Regions from separate parts of the Mus musculus genome. Here region 1 is linked to region 2. The links are chromatin contacts, called in public HiCAR-type maps. All regions are on one chromosome and are shown on one strand. Each heading gives the region's core, a stretch centred on a gene start, on an enhancer-like site or on the middle of the called end of the contact. The rest is flanking DNA. Distances are from core to core; before and after follow the strand shown. Region 1 overlaps Npas3 (neuronal PAS domain protein 3). Region 2 overlaps Npas3 (neuronal PAS domain protein 3).

What was found. HiCAR-type assays count read pairs that join an accessible place to other places.
Region 1: a contact with region 2 is called in a HiCAR-type map of astrocytes, with 2.9 times the contacts expected there. The contact joins two enhancer-like sites. A contact is called at or near these places in 2 of 484 Hi-C or Micro-C datasets (the N1E-115 cell line and neural progenitor cells) and 2 of 115 datasets of contacts at active chromatin or transcription factors (astrocytes and neural progenitor cells).

Annotation. Positions count from the first base shown.
Region 1 is chr12:53,979,927-53,983,017 of GRCm38.p6, forward strand. The region is part of intron 6 of Npas3 (neuronal PAS domain protein 3); the gene reads left to right. Among named protein-coding and RNA genes, the nearest start is that of Gm35614, 150 kb to the left of the region's middle. Within about 2 kb of position 1,730, at least 38 of the 459 cell types and tissues checked have an H3K27ac peak or open chromatin away from gene starts, as enhancers often do. A contact at or near this core is called in astrocytes, where this site is marked.
Region 2 is chr12:53,579,946-53,583,225 of GRCm38.p6, forward strand. The region is part of intron 3 of Npas3 (neuronal PAS domain protein 3); the gene reads left to right. Among named protein-coding and RNA genes, the nearest start is that of Gm35614, 250 kb to the right of the region's middle. Within about 2 kb of position 1,431, at least 4 of the 459 cell types and tissues checked have an H3K27ac peak or open chromatin away from gene starts, as enhancers often do. A contact at or near this core is called in astrocytes, where this site is marked.

The sequences.
Region 1 (3,091 bases), core at 480-2,979, 400 kb after region 2:
AAGCCAACAAGGAGACACACTGAAGCCACATGGCCCCCACAACAAAAGCAAAATGAGTCCATCCTATAAGAAGAACTGGCCCTGGGTACACACTCCTCCCCCTGGAGTTTTCCTCAGAAAGTCGGGAACTAATTCCTGTATTAGTTTTCATTTACTTCTGGTTTCTTAAATGCACTGATTTAAAAGGGGGGCGGGTGGTCTGAAGAGATGGCTCAGCAGTTAAGAGCACTGGCTGCTCTTCCAGAGGACCTAGGTTCAATTCCAAGCACTCGTCTGGTAGGTCACAACTGTCTGTAACTCCATTTCCAGGGGACCCAGTTCCTCTTATGGCCTTTGCAGGCATCAGACACTGACATACGGGCAAACAAAATACTCATACACATAAAGTAAAATTAATTTAAAAAACACTTGGAGCCAGGCAGTGGCGGCGCATGCCTTTAATCCCAGCACCTGGGAGGCAGAGGCAGGCAGATTTCTGAGTTCAAGGCCAGCCTGGTCTACAAAGTGAGTTCCAGGACAGCCAGGGCTATACAGAGAAACCCTGTCTTAAAAAAAAAAACAAAAACAAAAACAAAAAAAACAAAAAAAAAAAACTTGAAAATACCTTAGAGTCATGATAGTATGCTAGAAAATGGGATACATTTTTATAATCAAAACTACCTAAGAACTATAAAATCTAGCTCATCATATGAGTAGATTTTCCCCAATGCTATAGCACATTCCAATGTCTTGCATTACAATCCAGCTCTAAGCGCAGACGTGGGCTTTCTAGAACAACAGCTCTCACAGTTCCGCTGGAGGAGGACATGTAGCTTAAACTCACCTTCACAACGGAGGCCTCCGCCTGCTTTTTAATTTACTAGATGTTGCTTTACTGCTGTAATATGTAATACATGTGTGTACTATATAATAAACATTCTGATTACCTTATATCTACATAGTAAACATTTGCCAAGGTAAAATTAATATAATTTTTAAAATATCATTTTAATAGAACAGAATGTCAGGTGACGGCGGGAACTATTTGAATTCTGTCCATGCTCAGAAGTGCCACACCCTCTTCATGGTAGCCTGCTAGACGGCAAGCCATGGTCTTGGTCCCAGGGGTCCCAAGTATCCCCATAGGCCACAGTTGGGACCTTTTGAAAAGTGACCAGAAAATTGCTTTTTAGACACTAGTGTGGAGGAACTTCCCACATGATAGGGAACTAGACAAAAAAAAAGTCTGTGTGTAGAACACTGTTTCCTGTATGCCCTTCTGCGAGATTCATCCAAGACTATAACTTCAAAGACTCTTTTGATAGAAAAAAGATGTTTTAATTCTCACATTTTATGACAGTGCTACAGGATACTTACAGTTGATTGACCGTAAGGCAGGACCTGGATACTGTCTCACAGGAAAAGAAACCCTAGCTTGCTCCTGCCATTTGCTCTCCCGCTGCCCTTCCCCCCCCACACACACATATACACTATTTCCAGCCAGGAATATGGACAGGCAAGAAATGGGTTAAAGGGAAAGATGGTGAGAACACAGCAAGCACCATCATTAGACCCCACTAGGGTCCCTCACAGACGCCTGTGACCGGAGGAAAGAATATTCCCATGGTCAGGTGCCTGCTCACCCCAAAGCTGCAATAAAGAACGCAGACCTCCCAGATCTGCAAGGCTGCATAGGGGAGCTGAAGGGCCAGGGAGAAGGAAGTCTGGCTTCCACCCCATTGGGCAAAGACTCAGCCAAAGGAAGTGCCAGGACACTGCGCTGACCCACTTCGAGCCCTTCCTCTCCATTTATCCCCAGCAGAAGAGATACAAAAGCATCACTATGGCACAAGGGAAAGTTGGAGAAGCATTCCGGAAATTGACATGCAAATAACCACTCCAAGTACTGGGCTTTGTTCTGAAAATTCCCATCCTTGGGAGATGTGAAAACACCAATCAGGGAAGGGGTAGAGCTGGGAAGGACCTGGCAGGTTTATAGCCAGAGTGTCCTCCTTTGAGAGTCTGTCTCTGTACCCCATCCCAGACTGAGCTGGCACAGGTAAAACCAAACTAAACATGTCTCCGCTGAACAACTAAAAGGACAACAGGCCTGAATGGAACTGCCCTGAGACAGTGACAGTCACAACACTTGCTTCCTGGTCTCTGAGTCATCCCTGATGCCACCAAAGCAATAAGAAGTCCAGCCAGGGCTCATAAAGAAAAGCCAAGTATTTCACAAGGACAAAAGCAACTGTCTCTAGGAAGCTAGCTTTGCATTCTGAGCAGCTGCCCCAGTCTCCTAGACAAAGGCCAAAGATACTGCCTTACCCACGCCACTGCTTCTCCATCATCGAGGCCTGGGACTAGATGCCAAACTCCCACCTGCAAGCTCTCAGATCCTACAGCACACTATACTCAGTGCTAAGTGGAGTCAACATTACTAAAGCGGGGAGAGGGGGGTGACTGCATAATGGCCCGCTGTAGGCTGTCTCTTTGGTAGATTTATTACATACATAAGACCCTGAAGAAAACCAGCAGGCAGTGGGCAATGCTCACTATGCATAAAGGAAGAAAGGCACCATGACTCGGGAGTTTGTTAAGGAGAGGTTCTGAAAGCTAAGCATGTGGTTAGAGAAACCAGTGAATTAGTTCTGGCTGTACTGGAATCCTGCTCCTCTGTATACGAGGGTCCCTACATACCATCAAGATGTCGAATTGGCCTTATTTTTACCACTGTGTTTTCCTCTCCCAGAGCCAACCCTGCTCCTTCCTCCCTGGAGGTGTTTGTGCTCAGGAAAACTGAACCAGCAGAATCCAAGCATAACAAGTCTTGCTCAGGCTTCATCAACTGTCTCTCAAGGAAGTTTACTCAAACTTTAATTGACTCCTAGAGAGTGGGCAACCCCAAAGCTAGCTGGCCTAACAGAATCATGAAGGCCTGGTGATGACCATTTTGCTGCTGTTTCCTGTGCCCATGAGTCCTCCCCTTGAGCCCTGAGCAGTACTCACATAGCCTCACAGCAACATTCAGATACAGCTGGAGGTGGTGGCCTGCTTAGCCCTTCAGTACATGTAACCTCTGCCTTTGGACATCTCAACAGCCTGATCCTCT
Region 2 (3,280 bases), core at 181-2,680:
AAAAAGTTGCTACTACCCATGATCATCAGTAATTTTAATTCAAGAATAGTGCAAACAAATATAAGATAAAAATAAGGGTATGCTACAAAACAGATGTACCGAAATAAATCCTTGGATTTTTGTAGTCCTGCTGTCAGGAGCCCTGCTGCTTGCATACAGCAAGAATCTTATCTTTCCATTAGGAAGATTGGAAGCACTGACATTTCCAGGTCTTTGCAGAGAATCCTTTCTGAACTTCATTCACTGACGCAGGGGCCTTGTGCTGTCGTGCCACTGTGTAAGACGTTATTTATCATCCTGGCAAGTGTCACTTCAACTCTTCTGGGTTAGGTCAAGTGTCCCCTCCCCTGAGTCCTTGAGAAGGTGCACATATAAGTGCTTTCTTCACTTATACTTATACTGATACTGTGTGATCAGGAATACCTGGGAATTCGTATATCTCCAAGGCTCTCCCCAAAGTGAGATCTCTGCTATGGTTTCCACTAAACTTCCCAGATGATTCGTTTCTGCCCAGTCAGCTCAGTCAGATTGTACCAGGACAAAGAGAGCCTCATGGAGCTCTGAGGAGCTGCCCTTCCAAGATACATGTCTGGGAAGACTGAGCAATGTTCTACTGGGTCCAGCGATCACAAATTTGCTGGCCTCTGGACTTCTGTCAGGACTATCCAATCCTGTGTTTTTGTTTTTGTTTGTGTTTTCCTGTTACATTCACCTTTGGTATACATAATAGTCAGACACAGAGATACAACAGGATCTCATTTGTTCAAGAGAGAAATACAGCTTTTCAGCACTGCAAGATGAGAAGCAGAAGCAGTAGTCACTGAACCACCACCTGCATAGCTCAGTGTCTTTGTTGCAGAGGATTCTGGGAGAATAACTTATACAGAGAAGGTAGCTTTGTAGTCAGCTGGCTAACCTTCGAAGTCCTTTTTTGTGTAAATGAACAGAGGTACAACATTATTTATAATCTGGCGATACTTTAACTAAACATGCCTGGTATCTAATCAATGGAAAATGGGGACAAAAAGAATTGCTCTTCTCCTATTTATCAATCCTAGCTGTAGCCTATGATTGCTACAAGGCATGGCCACATATGACCTGTGTATTGTATGATACTGCTCTGTCATAGCAAACAACATATCACTTAATAAGTGCAACTCATACGTAGGTGAGGCCCCTGGGCAGGGTTCTTTGTACCCTTTCCAGTAGATTTCTACCATTAAGGCCTCAAATGGAGGAGCCCTAGAACTGAACCTCTGTACATCCATGCAACAAAGCTAAGCTGGCGTGCAACCTAGTATTCATTCACCCGTCTCTTGGTGTTAGCATTTTCGTTTTCTTTTGTGGCAGCATCTTTGCCTCATAGCTCAGCCCCCAAGTAGGGTAAAGTTGCTTCTGCCAGTGATGCTGAGATTAGGCTTATGACTCAGCTTTTAAAAGAAGAACTTGGTTGCTTTGCCCTCTTCGAGAGTGAGTCACTTTCATAGCACAGGCAAAGTCTTTGCTGGGACGAGTAGAAGAAAATCACACACTCTTTTACTGGATGTGAGCCTTAGCAAACTCAGCTTTTGCAGGGTAGGCAACATCTGACAAACTCACAAGAGTGAGCCTGTGAATCCCATCAAGGAAACACAGGATTCTGCTCTGTCTCTGACCCCTCACCCCAAATCCTCGTTCACCCTTCCTTCATTGCTTTCTTTCTTCTTTCTCCACACCCTCCATTTTCCATTCCATCCAACAATGCATCCACCTATTGATTTTTTTTGTTTGTTTTATATTTTTTGGTCCTAACTAACATTTGAGTTGTTATCCCTGTTTTATGTTTATGAGTTGAATGCTCTTTTACAATTAGAAGGGTTTAATGCTATAAAAGAAGAGAAAAATGAAGGCAAAGTAAGAAAAAAATGTGGAATTCAGATGCTATTTTTCTTTATTTTTACAGGAGTAAGATAAATATGTATAAAAGTATTTAGAACAGACCTTGGGTTCATGTAACAGATTATTGTAACAGTTAAATCTACAGTCACTCAAGTAGGAAGTGATTGGGATAAGCACCAAGCATAGGTGTTATAGATCATGAGAAAGATGTAATTTAATTATGTGTTAGGGTCAGTCTTACAGTAATTCAAATCCATGGCACAGAGGTTAATGTGTACATTTGAAGAATTATAAGATTGTCTGTATTCCAGGTATCCAAGCAAGGGACCCAAATCTTAATTAAAATGGACTTTGAGTATCATTCTCTGTGGTTAAAAACTTCTCAGAGATTTCATGTTTTATTTGATCAAAAATATAAGGATCTTTAAGAATGTCTAGGTTCAAGTTCTGCAAGTGTAAAATGATGCTTGATTGGATAGCTATCAAGAAAAATCTTGTTTAGATAGATAGATAGATAGATAGATAGATAGATAGATAGATAGATAGATAGATAGATAGACAGACACATAGATAGATAGATAGATAGATAGATAGATAGATAGATAGATAGATAGATAGATGTTTATGTCTACATATGTATGTGTATGTATGTATTAAATTCATTCTTTTAACTTTGAGTCCTACAGTCATGTTTGTAAGCTTTTTCCGCACTTACCACATAATACCAAACATACAAATGTAATGAACTCGTGATACTGACTGAACTCTTGAGAATAGCACAACCACTATAAGTCAGGAGCCACTTTTAAATTAGCACAGTTTGAACTCTGCAGTGTGCTACTTGAAGCATGAAAGATATATTCCATTTTAAACTTTGAAAACTTGAAGTTTTATCGTCATGCCGACAAACTTGTAGGATGTAATGGTGGTCTTGTGAGATGCTCTCTGATGGTTCTGTCAAAACTGAGCATAGTACAGACTGTGGGAGAGCTTGAAGGTTAAAATGTCACCACTGATTAGATTTAAATACATGGTAGTGCATTGGTAGCATTACCAAGACACTGATAATGAATATATATGACCATTAAATATGAGAACAATAAGAACAATACATACTAGGGGTGAAACCCACCAACAGTCTAAATTCTCAATTTCCTAAACAACACAGCATAGAAACAATTTTTTCTTAAGCCATTTATTGTAAGATATTGATTTTTAATATTTTAACATTGATCTTTGTTTCCCAATAATATTTCAGTATTTACAAGCTTTCTTATAACTGCATAAGTATAATGGCACCAGTTGAGCCAAGAGGCCATGGACCTGTTTCTGACACCATGTGTGATTTAATATGTGCTATTGCATCTCTCAGGATGTTGAAGTTATGAAAGTGGGAACCCTG